Regions from separate parts of the Hordeum vulgare genome. Here region 2 is linked to region 1. A link is a contact called in public Hi-C data. All regions are on one chromosome and are shown on one strand. Each heading gives the region's core, a stretch centred on a gene start, on an enhancer-like site or on the middle of the called end of the contact. The rest is flanking DNA. Distances are from core to core; before and after follow the strand shown.

Region 1 (6,566 bases), core at 1,096-3,595:
GGGTCTCTACCTAGATATTGCATGTAGCCTTTTCTTCCTCCTCGCTATATGTTCTTTGCTTAGGTACTCAAGTTGTGCCTTTCTAATCGAAAAGGGCAATTCTTTTACTCACTCATAATAATTTTCCATGGGAGTCACTGATACTTCTACCTCCAAGGTCTCCATAATGACCTCTTACTCGTGGTCCTCATCGATATAGCATTCTCATTTTTGAAATAGTGAGCAGACACGAGGAGCATACCCCATGTTGTCTTTAATGCCATTCGACTCACGTATGGACATGTGCCCGAAGTAGGTTTATCGGCACATGTGTGGGGTCAATGTAGGCGTCATCTGAATGAGACGATGAGGTGTGCTTAGCTTGGCGTGCAGCGGGCGACACCCTCGGTCGGCGTGCCGCTTCAGTGGCGGAGCCAGTGGGAGGTTGCATTCGCTTTGGACCGACATTAATGTAAAACGATCGCTCTACAACGACATGAGTGCAGGCAACTAGCATAGGAAGAAAACACGCTCCGGCAAGGGAGGGGGATTTTGGATGGACCAAGATGGTCCGAAGTGGGGTAGGTGTTGTCCGGACACCCGCAAAACCCTATGTTTGTCTCCGGTTTGGAAGAAAGCACACACAAAACACTTGATGGATCGATACAATCCCGCGTTGAATGTACTTTGCAGTCCCAATGTATCGAGGCGATTTGAGAGTCGGAGTTGAAGATATCTTAAAAAATTACAACCTTCTTTGATTTGTAATCTCTCAGTCTCATAATATAAGAACGTTTTTAACAATGAAAACGTTCTTATATTATGAGGCGGAGGGAGTAGTAAACTTGTAGGAATTTTATAGGATAGGGTTTTAAAAGTAAAAATTCGTACATAGCCTCTTGGTTTGTAGAAATGAATTTCTATTCCTATGTAGGATATGAACCAATCCTTGACATTTAAAAAAAATATATTTGCCTAGACTTAATAAAAATATCTTACCCTATACATCAAATGACATGTCTTTCTACTGTATAAATTGAGATGCATGTCATCTACTTTTTGTACTTTTCTTGTTTCTATGAGATTAGAGCAATTCTAACCGGATGACCCACTTCATTTGTCACAGTCCATTTGGGTCGTCACAGGTAAAAGTGAAGGGCCAACGCGCCGACCCATTTTCGAAACGCATCCGCTTCCCGTTCGTGCCAACCCATTTCAGACCCAAATTTAGGACTGAATTGCGTCGGCATGGACTCAAGCATACGCGGCGTCCGCCTTCTCATGTTTGCGTCCGTCCACGTGTGACATCTGGTCAAAACCAACATTGTCTTTATTAACGACGACCGTCCAACGCGGGCCAATGCATCGGCGGGAGCGACGACTGACGAAGGAGCACACAGAGGACCGACGGATCGAGTGGATGGAACGCGAGGCCGAAGCTGAGGAGGAGGAGCGATGTACTGCCCAACTAGCATCGGTGCAGCCACCGACAAACGAAGTCGTCGCCGCATGCGAGAGGACCTTCTACTCCGCTGGCCCGACGCCGACGCTCGTCGACCTCACCGGCTCCGACGACGATGATGAGGAAGACACCTAGAAAAGTGCGCCTTCTCGCTTTTCAGGCCGACAAAATTTCTTTCTTGAAAATAATTATTGTGTTTTTTTGCGCTCCCTAAAAATGAGTCATTGACGGATTGAATGCAAATGCCGATCCAATTACAAAACCGGATATAAATGTCTGTCGGCCCAACTCAACAAACAAAATACGGACAAAACACGTGTCCGTTTAGGTCGACCGGTTCGAATTACTCTTAGGCCCACTTTTTTGCTAGCTTTTAGAATAAGCTGAAATAAGCTGCCCCCTACCTAGCTTATTGTAGAAGCCCAACCAAATTTATTTATTTAGAAGCCTACTAATTAAGACTGTACTAATAGGCTTTTAAAAAATATATTTTTAGTTGAGCTTCTAGAATAAGCTGGATAAGGGCAGCTTATTCTATAAGCCAAAAAAAGCTAAAAAAAATAGACCCTTACAATGTTGTGAGATCTCACAGCGATCTGTATGCCGCATCAACTTGTCCGACCTACGAGAGGCTGCCAATTTTTCGTACATATACTATGGAAAAAACACACCCGTATACGACCACCAGTCGAACCACCGCACACTAATCCCCGATCCGCATCCTCCCTATCCTAGCCAATAGGAGCGCAGCGCGCAGCAACCGCGATCCGTGGCACCGCCCAACTGCTGGCCTCTGCCGTCCGATCGCTCGAGGCCAAGCACAAAAACATGACATCCAGGTCGTCCGCTCTGACCGAGACATGGCTGGCTGGCCGCTCCCGAGTATAAAACCCACCTCATCCTCTGAAAGGGAAAAAAAAAATCACTACTCAACAGCCGCTCTCCGAGTCTCCTGAAAGCTGCAACCTCCCCCTCTCGGCGAATTTGGGGTTTCCGAAGCGCGCGAGGTAACCCTCTCCCCCTTGCCCTCTTCGATTCGGCGTCGGTTCGGTAGCTTAATTCCTGCGTTCCCCGCCGTGGTTGATGACCTGTCCGCGTTAATCTCTCTGGGGCGGTTGATTCGTGATGAACATGGCGCGGATTTGAACTTTTAGGCGCGGTTAGGGTTTGGGCGTGGTTACAGATTCTATTGTTTCGACCGATGCTTTCGGGTCTTACCATGCTTTTGGGCGTTGTTTTGTTGTTTGATAGCGGACCGATTGATGTAGTTCGAGTTCGAATCGCATGATTTGACGATATATGGTTTCGCGTCTTAGCCATCAAAAGAATTTCCGCAGATCTGTAGATTCTTGTACACCGTTGTTGTACCCAAGTTCGTTAGCTGTGCAATATTTGATTTCTGTCGGCTAATCTGCTGGCACCTCAAATACGTACTCATGTTTGTTACAGTTGTATAAATTCTGCTTCGTATTATTGTGGTGCGTGCTATATCTTTTGAGTTGTTGAAACTCTTGTTTGGAGAATTGGTATCTGTGGGTTGGTAGTTTCTTTTAGGACTGTAAGGGTTGGAACAAATCGGCATGAGTTCATAGTGTTCATTGACATATGCAGTATCGGAAGTCTGCATCCAGCATGATCTGCGGTCAACGCAAATGTTATTATGATACTGTTCTGAGCTTGATGTTGTGAGCAACCTCACATATGGCAGGTTGCTATCTGGGTATGATAGGATCATGATAGTCTACTGTACTTAATTACTCTGATAGTGGAAGTGAATTGTGTGCATTGATACATGGAAGCAGTTGCATAGCCATTTTGAAAAGATAGCAAATGCGGCAGTGTCAATTGATTAATGTCTAGTGTTGAGTTATTTTATCTGAATTCATTCCTGTGATAAGATAAACTATAAGCATATTTGATGCTCATTCTTGCTAGTTAGTTTTATCCAAGTTAGTTAGTTGTGCAATATTTGATTCTGTTGGTTAATCTGCTCCTTGAATCTGTAATCTCATCTGTATTACAGTGGTATAAATTTCGCTTTGAATTATTGTAGTGCGTGCTATATCTTTTGAGGAGAGAACTCTTGTTTGGAAAATTTGGTATCTGAGGGCAGGTATCTGAGAGTTGTAATGAATTTGCTTGAGCTCATAGTGTTTATTGACGTGTCCAGTATCTAAAGTCTGCATAGGGCATGATATATGGTCAGTGCAAATGTAATTATGTTACTGTTTCAGTTTGATGTTGAGAGCAACCTGCTGTCTAGGTATCTGTGAATGATAGGACCAGGATAAACTGCTATGCTTAGTTGCTCTGATAGTGGAAGTGAATTGTGTGGATTGATACCGAATTCTGTTGGTTAATCTGCTTGTTTAATCCGTAATCTCATGTGTATTACAGTTGTATAAATTTTGCTTTGAATTATTTGAGTGTGTGCTATATCTTTTGAGCAGAGAACTCTTGTTTGGAGAATTCGGTATCTGAAGGCAGGTCATTTCTATTAGACTGTAGGGTTGGAACGAATTTGCATGAGCTCATAGTGTTTATTGACATCTCCAGATCTAAAGTATGCATACTGCATGATATATGGTCAGTGTGAATGTACTTAGGTTACTGTTTCAGTTTGATGTTGAGGGCAACCTGCTGTCTATGTATCTGTGAATGATAGGACCAGGATAAACTGCTGTACTTAGGTGCTTTGATAGTGGAAGTGAATTGTGTGCATTGATAAGCAGTTGCATAACCATCATGATAAGATTGCAAATGGAACAGTTTTGATAGCCTAACATCTAGTATTGATTTATTGTATCTGAATTGTACCAACTTGCTAGTTAGCTAATGTTCATTCTTGTGTAAAGTGAAAACTAACAGCATATGCAGATAACTATGTGAAGATGACGTTCAGTCATTATATGAGATACTAACTAGGAAGCATATAATTTTATCAGTGGACTGCTATTTCTTTTCTGGCTTCTATTTGCAAAATTAGAAATACACCGAATGATTTGCTAGCAACTATGCATGGTTATTAGAGAACTGTAGTTATGGTATTGTCATATTCATATGACTGACTATGATCCTTTTTTGCTTTAGGTGAACCAAAGTTTTGATCATGGCTCGTACTAAGCAGACTGCTCGTAAGTCCACTGGAGGGAAGGCTCCAAGGAAGCAGCTAGCCACCAAGGTTTGTCACTGCAACAATGACAGATTATTAGTGGTTTGAGTAAACGAACTTGTAAAATATGAACTGTTGCTCATACATGGCCAGTTTCTTATCAGATATCTTGTTGATATAGATGGATTGTTATGTTATTATTATTGTTTGGTTGACCATACACTCTGTTTTGCTGTTCAACAGGCTGCCCGCAAGTCTGCTCCCACAACTGGAGGAGTGAAGAAGCCTCACCGTTACCGCCCTGGAACTGTTGCTCTTCGGTGCGTAAAGCCTTCCAACCTATGCTAGCATGTGTTACTGCATACAGTTTCGTTTTAAAGTATTCTCAAATGAGTAAGCTTTGTGCTTGACTTTGCAGTGAGATCCGCAAGTACCAGAAGAGCACGGAGCTGCTCATAAGGAAGCTTCCATTCCAGAGGCTTGTCAGGGAGATTGCCCAGGACTTCAAGGTGATCAATCAACTTGTGCACTGCATTGCTATGCTCCTGTTATGTCAAATTCTTATCAATCAAGTAAGCTAAAAGCACCGTCGGTGTGTCTGTGCAGACTGACCTCCGCTTCCAGAGCCATGCGGTGCTTGCCCTTCAGGAGGCTGCAGAGGCCTACCTGGTGGGTCTCTTCGAGGACACCAACCTGTGCGCCATCCATGCCAAGCGTGTGACCATCATGCCCAAGGACATTCAGCTGGCTAGGAGGATCCGTGGCGAGAGGGCTTAAGCTGCTTTGCCTGTGGGAATGGCTCTGGTGGGCATAGCTCCGTGTGTCTGCTTTTGCTGCTGAACACTTATCATGTGTCGTGAACTACTAATACTAGTTGTCTGTAGTAATATGTCAGTACTGTACTCTGTCGTACTATGTTCTAGAGCTGGATCATTTGTTCGTTGGTCGTCCTGAAGCGTCCACATGGTGGGTTCTTATCTGAACCTTGCATTTTATGTTCGAAAATTAGTGATTGCGTGAACTGTTATTATGTGCCTGTGTCATGTTTTATTTGTATCTCTGTGATGCAAGTTTGAATTTGGGGGAGCACGAAGGCTAGTCAGGTTGCTGGCAAGTGAAATTTCTGATCATCTAGAGTGTTTGCAATTCCTGTTGTATAAGCTTTCTGTAGTTTAGCCGCAAAAGTTGTTCCAGCCGAATAGTAAGTTGTGGGAGTACATCCTACAAATTAGCTATCGAAATTAGATTGCTCTATAATATATCTGGAAAGTAGAAAGTGTACAGGGAAATGACAAAATTTGATGATACCGGTGAGCAAGTAAAAAACCATCCAGTCTCACTTCTGAAGTGGTTTAACGGGGGCCAAAGATTTCCAGCCCAATTAGAAAGACTGCAATCTTTATCTCTAATCCATGATGGCAGTGTTCTACTCGCCTCGTTCCTAAATACTACCTCTGTACCATAATATATGACGTTTTAGCAGCTGAAATGAACTGCTAAAATGTCATATATTATGATACGGAGGGAGTATAAGTTTTCTAAGAGATTTCATTAGGGTTAAAGAGCAAAATGAGTAAATTTACACTTTAAAATATACCTGTACGGAGTAAAATGTGTAAATCTGCACTTCAAAATACTTCTATATGCATTCATTTGTAGTCTACTAGTGAAATCTTTACAAAAACTTATATTTAGAAACAAAGAAAATAAAAAAGTACTATGACTCGCTGCATCCCTAAAAAAAAGGGGGCTATAACTTGCTATGGGACTGAGGGAGTAGATTGCAAAAAGCAAGTGTTCTATGTGAGAATAACACATAATCTAAAGATTTGTTGCATATACGATAGCACTAATCTTTCTAGAATTGAAGAACCCATCTTCCTAAAATTGAAAAGCCCATATTCAATCGAGATCTTCAATTGACATTGTAACATCCGATAATGTTTCAAAACTCTTTCATTTAATTATTTTATTTATACCTTTATAACATTATACTTCTTAGTTTTAAAGAGT
Region 2 (6,918 bases), core at 1,330-3,829, 310 kb after region 1:
TTGCCTCGCCGGGCATAGCCACGGTGACGGTTCTGCAAGTGGTTCCTGGCGAAAAAGCGGCGTCGAGGGCCACTCGTTACCCCAAGTCCATGACAGCGATGTGCAGCATGGTGGTGATGAGTGCGAGGAAAGCGACGACGACGGCCTTCCCGCTGGATGTAGCGAGCGAAGGCAAAATCAAGGGATGGCAGGTCTTCTCCTGGCATGTTCTCACCTTTTTCTTCTCGCTCCCGTGATGGCTCTCTGGTCTCTTTCGACAAAGCAGTGCTGATAACGTGTAAAAAGTGAAAGTGATTGTGCGAAGTGTTTGATTCTCATTGCTTGCGACTATTTATACAAGGAGTAGTTACACGAGCGGTTGTCAATGTGTGAGACAAAGTAGCAACCGCAGGTAGCAGTCGTTAAGATGAGAGAGAGATTAGCAACTGCTAATCTTACAATGTCGGTTCACTAATCTACACGTGATAATTAGTAATTCCTCACGTGATCTAATCCTATTCCTAACAGGTACCTTACCTACACGCAACGATAGTGGGTCGACCTAGTTGGACGTGGCTCGTTCTGTTGATGTCATGCTGGCATGACCCTATTTTCTTTTATCTCCTTTTACGTTATTTTTATTTTAAATCAAATACTTGTATTTTAAAAACATAAATTTATTTTGGAAAATTAAAAACATGAGATTTAAAAATGTTAACATAGTGTAAAATTTTGCTATCACGGTTAAAAAATGTTTTTAAAAAAAAATAGTGGGAATGAACAAATGTTCCCATATTTCAAAAAAGTCTATGCACTTTTTTGAATAAAATACATAAACAACATTTTTTATGTAATGTAAAAATATATATCGTGTGTTTCCCCAAAATGCCTGTGAATGTTTTTAAAAAGTTTGTACAACGTAAAAATGTTCACGTAGTTTATTGTAAAAATTGTATTTGGAAAAGCGTTACCATGAATCAAAAAGTGTTCAAAACATGTTTAAAAAAATGTACATCACGTATTTGAATAATGTTCGGCGTGTATAAAAAAATGTGTCACATGTGCTCAATAACTGTACCCCGAGAAAACAAAGAAACTAAAGTAACAAAAACAAAGAAAACCAAAAAAAAGCTCATAGATAAAAAAGAATCAAAGGAAAAGTGAGCAAGCGAACCCTAGAGCTACCACTACAAGCTGAGACGAAGCAAAGCTAACTAGGCGCGTAGCGGTCAACCACGCCAAAATGGGCCGGCACGATGCTGTTGTTCGTAGCTGATTCTTATTAGGAATCGATTACTGACGATACATAGCCATGGCATCAACAAAAGCTCAAATAGAAAATTCTGCTTGAGCTGCAATTGTACTCCTCAATTCTATTTGGCGCCTTTTGCACGAGTTATATCATGCATTTTGTTAATGGGTGCTAAAGGCGTTCAAGCCTGGCCCAGGCCATCTAAGGGGTGCAACTGGAGAGAGCTTTTTTGGGCTAATCCTATTTGGCGCTGCAGGCGTCGGTTAAAGTGCATTTATCTTAACCGGCGCCTGCAGCGTCAGTCATGGGCCGGCCCAATGGAAGGGCGGGTTTCCCGGTTTTTGAATTTAGTTTTTTTAAGACTTGTTTTTCTTTGATTTTTCTTTTTTTTTCTTGTTACTTTTATTTACTCTTTTTATTACTTTTTTCATTTCAATTTTATATTATATATATTTTTTGTTTTAAAAAAAAAGAGCAACCTTGTTTTCTTTCCAAATTCATGATTTAGTTTTCAAAATTCATGAACGTTTTTGAATATTGGTGACTTTTCTCAATTTTTGATGATTTGTTTTTTGAAATTTGATGAACTTTTTTTTTCAAACGCATGAACTTTTCTAAAAAATGATGAACTTTTTAAGGTTTGTGAACTTTTTTTCCAGTTCAACGAACTTTTTTTAAAACATTTTTCAAATTCATGAACTAATTTTTAAAATCCATGAATTTTTTAGAAATTTGTGAAGTTTTTTTAGATCAGAGTGAAATTTTTTAAATTCATGAACTTACATTTCAAAATTTATGAACCATTTTCGCTTTTATGAACCTTTTGTGTTCAACCGTGACCATAGAACGAGGGAAAATTGGAGCTGCTCCATCGAGCGTAAACCTCCATAATGGGCCGATCTAGAAGGGGTGCGCCTAAGCGCCGGTTCCCTTTTGTGGCGCTTAGCCAACAAGGACCAAAATCATGAATTAAAAAAATACTCTTTTTAAATGTCAATTTCACCATTTTATATTGTGACAGCTGAAGTATTGCATGTATGTCATTTGTCGTAACCTAAGAGTTTTTATTTTTTTATAGATCTGTATTTTTAAAATGTTTATTTTTTAAACCGTGCATTTAAATCTTCAAAATCACTAATTCAAGAGTATTTTTTTCAAAGATCTCTTTCACCTTCTCAGATTGTGAAAAATGACGCATTATATGTGTCATTTTGAAAAGACGGTTTAAAAAATAAAATATTTAAACTAGCTTATGGTTACCTGAGGATGTGAGAGTGATAAAGAAGTAGTCTTCAATTAATGATTTCGAGAAGAAGCTATAACTTTAGCCTGGCGGCCGGATACAACTGGGGCAGCCCATGTGGACCAGCTTATTTGCAGTCAGGGCCCAACCTTCTCGTTTCCATCTTTTCCTCCTTTCTGTTCCAGTGAATTCACTCGCACAAACCTGAAATCGAACCTGAAATCAAACCAAGATCGAGCGGAAGCACGGCACCACGCCATGGAGGCGCTGCTGGAGCTAGAAAAGGTGCAGAGGGTGCTCTCGCTCATGGGCTCCCGTGGCCTCTCCGATTCCAACGGCAGCGGCGGCGGGGACCGCTTCCTCGCCCACTTCCTCCTCTTCCTGGTATGGTTATTAGCCTAGCCACCTCGCCCCCTTCTCTTCCGCCGTGTTCACGAATCCAATCACCTCAGATCCGTAAGTTACGTGTGCGCTTGCTTGACTAGCAGTTTCGGGTGAACTAAAGGTCTTGTCCGATATGTTAGCAATTTTCCGATTAATTTAATCCATAAGTAAATTATGAAGACAGTGCTAACAATATTAATCTCATATTGTAATAAGCTAATCATGCGAGTGCGGACCAGGCATGGAATAGGCATATCTATCAACATACTATTTAAGTAGTAAAAGCGGGATGAACAAACCATACCTCCTTATAAAACTTAATGACTGGTATTACTTAGCAATTAATTAAAAAAAAAGCTTTGGTCCCGCTTTATATATAAAGCAATGACCATCAACAACCCGAAACAAACGCATGCCATCACAATACACGCACACACCCAAGGCAGGATACATAGACGCTGAACGCAACAATACCATCCCTAACACTACGGGAGTAACTGGGGGTTTCAACCGTGAACACGTCAGCGTGAAGAGATGAAGCCGCATACGGCGAACCATGGGCTCCATGACTGCGCCTTCAGGAAGGTTTCGACATCGGAACGCCGCCACCGCCCGATCCTAGAATCAGAGTTTCCCCTGTAGTAACACGAGGGCAATGAGAGCCGCGACGACGCCTTTAAGAAGGGAACGATCTTCGCCGCCACCGGTCCGATCGAAGATAGAACAAGTTTTCACCCTGACAACCACTCACCGCCACCGAACGCCACACCCTGGCTACCACGCCGCCCACACGACCATGGTCTCCAGGCAGCACCAAGCCACAATCTCTGCCCATGAGCACCGCGCTACCACCACCCCGACATCCAATACCTTGACACCACCTCACTTGAGACCTGCCGCTGCCCCAATCAAAGAGACGAGCGGAAAGGCCGCGCCTTTCGCACCCCTGGGCGGCACCCAGCACCGAGACCCAACTGGCGACCCGTCCTGTAGCCCCTGGCGCGAGACGAGCTCGGTCCTACAGCCGGACGCGAGACAAGCTCGATCCTGCAGCCAGGCGCGAGACGAGCTCAGTCCTGTTATACCGGACGCGAGACGAGCGATGAACTGCAACTGGGAAAGGTCCAACCCTTCAATGAGGGTAGTGCCCGGATGACGAGGAGAGGTGTCGAAGGCTGTCCCAGGCCGCCTACGGACAAGCCGACGTCGGAACACGTCAGCCGCCGCCGCAGTCGACCTGCCAAGCTGCCGTGGAGCCATCCATGACCGGAGCAGCAGCCACACCGGGCCACTACCCAACCTGCACCGTCCGGCAAGCTCCAAGCGTCGGAGCCGCTGGGCACGCACCCGCGTAACGAGCAACCGGAGGGGAGGAACGCAGACGACGCCCCCACACTTGGCCGATCCAGATCAGGGACGGGGAGGGCCGAACTCCCCGCCAGCACGGGCCACCGCGCCAACGGCCGAGCACAGGACACCGCCGCCCGTGCCTTCCGCTCCCTGCACCCTACCGCACCTGCCACCCCGCGCCGCTGGTCGAAAACCCAGGACAGATCCGGCCGACCCGCATCCACCCGGCGCCAAGCACCGCCGCACGAAGCCCCGTGCGCTCACCCGCACGCAGCCCTCCACGCCACCGCCACGGCCTCCAGTGCCGCCGCGCCCCGCGCAGCACCGCGTCCTGGCCGAGCCAGATTGTCCCGCGACGACCTCACCAGGCGAGGAGGAGAAGGCGAAGCCGGCCGACCAGCGCGTCGGCAAGGGAAGAGGAGGGGGAGAGTGGTCTGGGGCCGGCGGCGGCGGGAAGCCTCCTCTGTCTCCCACGGGAGCGCCAGAGGAGGGTTAGCTAAATTCTTCTATATTTCTTGAAGCTCTAACCGCAATTCTGCAATCTCTAGCAATTAAATATCCTTTTCCAACCGGCGAAGATAAAGCGCACACATGACGTAGGTCTGAACCCAACTCGTTCACGAAACATATGTGCGCGGGTGAGGCGAGGTGGGTGGTGGAGGAGGAGTGCCCATGTACCACTCCTCTTCTCATGCTCCAATGGGATGTGGAAGATAGTTCCTACATGTTAGTCCCAACTCTACTCCACTCGTGAGGTGGGACTAAACTTTCCACCTTGTCTCGAAATAGGGTTCCACCCCGCTTTATATAGATAAAGTAAAAGACCATACAACCAAGTCCAAGAGTCATAAAGGTAGGACAACCGGGGCAACAACACAATCATGCCCAACGAAAGCATAAAAGAAATAGGAAAAAAGGCCACCGAGTGGCAGTAGGCATGGCAGCCCTACGAAGATGATAGGTGACACCCGTAGCCATAACCGCATCTAGCATAAGCCCAAGCCTGTCATGGTCACGCTGTCTAGAGAGCGGGTGCCAGTGCTGCAAGAAAGCCAGAAATTTGAAGAACGAGTTAGAGTTCTGCCATGGAAAAACCTGCTCAATCACCATTTTATTACGAGTCGTCCATAACATCGCCGCAAAGATTAGCCAGAGTAGACGGCATTTTCGCCTTGTATGGGTAGCTCGGGCCTCAAGGAACTCTGCAAAGTTCAAGGCCTCCCAGGCCCAGTGCCTCACGTACGAAACAGGATGTGAGTGTAGGTTTTTGGTACCCCACAGAGGGGGCATACGCCATTACAGGAATAGTGAGCGAATGACATAGTGCATGGTATGTCGAGCTCACGGAGAACTCACCTGAAGGTGAAGGACTCCAATAAACGGTATCTAGATAATCTGGCATAACCGGCGGGAGGGCTGCCCACAATCTAGCCCACTCTACAGTTTTCTCATGCACAAATGTGCGACGGAACAAGATGTTCCACAACCCATCCTGGTAGGCCGTGGAAACTAAGAGCATCGGATCAACGCAAATAGCCTAGGGAAACCCACCTGGAGTGTCTCGCCACCAACCCATGGATCCAACCAGAATTGGGTTCCTTCCTCATTTCCTGCTGTGAAGTAAACCCCTAGACGAATATCCTCCTTGATCCGTTGGACGGAATTCCAAAACCGGGAACCATCTGAGCGATAGCATGCCAGGAGAGGCTCGCCTCTTAGGTATTTTGCCTGAAGCAGCTGCAGCCACAGGCCACCCTCACCCCGCAAGATCCGCCAAACATGAGGGCGGCGTTCATGCGGCACGAGGCAATAATGCCTAATCCACCCCGATCCTTAGGCAAGCAAATGTCCGCCCACTTGATCATATGATATTTCTGGTGACCGTTGGCTCCCTGCCAGATCCTTGTCGAATGAGCTATGAGTGCTCTCCTGTAGGATATACATCCCTATCATATACATGGGGAGGCTCGCGAGGTTAGAGCTAATAAGGACATATTTACTCCCCTTAGAGGTGAGCCGCCCACACCAAGGTATTCGAGACGCTACTCGCCGCACTTGTGGGTCAAATTAACTCAACAGAATCCTCGAGTCGGACATCGCATCCCTAGATATGCAATTGGGAAGGCCGCCAAATTGTAGTTGAGGTTGTCCACGACCCGTTGTTATTCGGCTGCCGAGTAACCCAAGACGACGACCTCACTTTTGTCAAAGTTGATCTTAAGTCCCGACATGGCCTCAAAACAAAGGAGTAGGAACTTAAGATTAACGACGTCAAGGTCGGACCCCTCCACCATAATCATGGTGTCGTCAACATACTGTAAATGGGTGACACCTCCCACAGGGATTAAGGGCCAGTTCTTTTGGTGGCTTTTTTGAGCTTCTAGAATAAGCTGCCCCCTACCCAGCTTATTCTAGAAGCCCAAACAAAAATATGTTTTTAGAAGTCTATAAGTCAAATCCTAATTAGTAGACTTCTAAAAAAATAATTCTGATTGGGCTTCTAGAATAAGCTGGGTAGGGGGTAACTTATTCCAGCTTATCCTAGAAGCTAGCAAAAGAACTGGCCCTAAGTGGCCCACTACCTCGAAGGTGGCCGGCCATCCTGGCTTTGTCTAGGATGCCAGCCAAGTCATTGACGGCGAGGTTAAAGAGAAGAGGGAAAATCTGGTCCCCTTGCTTCACTCCCCTAGATGACCTAAAGAATGGTCCC

The links. Hi-C and Micro-C count contacts between places; a contact is called where the count stands out from the background.
Region 2: a contact with region 1 is called in a Hi-C map of leaf, with 2.3 times the contacts expected there. The contact joins the promoter of LOC123426875 here to the promoter of LOC123426872 in region 1. A contact is called at or near these places in 2 of 6 Hi-C or Micro-C datasets (leaf and seedling).

The regions. Positions count from the first base shown.
Region 1 is chr2H:504,520,642-504,527,207 of MorexV3_pseudomolecules_assembly, forward strand. It overlaps LOC123426872 (histone H3.3), which reads left to right and starts at 2,346. Exons shown (of 5, transcript XM_045110771.1): 1 at 2,346-2,448; 2 at 4,532-4,622; 3 at 4,797-4,873; 4 at 4,972-5,062; 5 at 5,160-5,583. The coding sequence starts at 4,551. The coding sequence ends at 5,330.
Region 2 is chr2H:504,834,900-504,841,817 of MorexV3_pseudomolecules_assembly, forward strand. LOC123426875 reads left to right here and starts at 2,580. Exons shown (of 14, transcript XM_045110775.1): 1 at 2,580-2,858. The coding sequence starts at 2,733.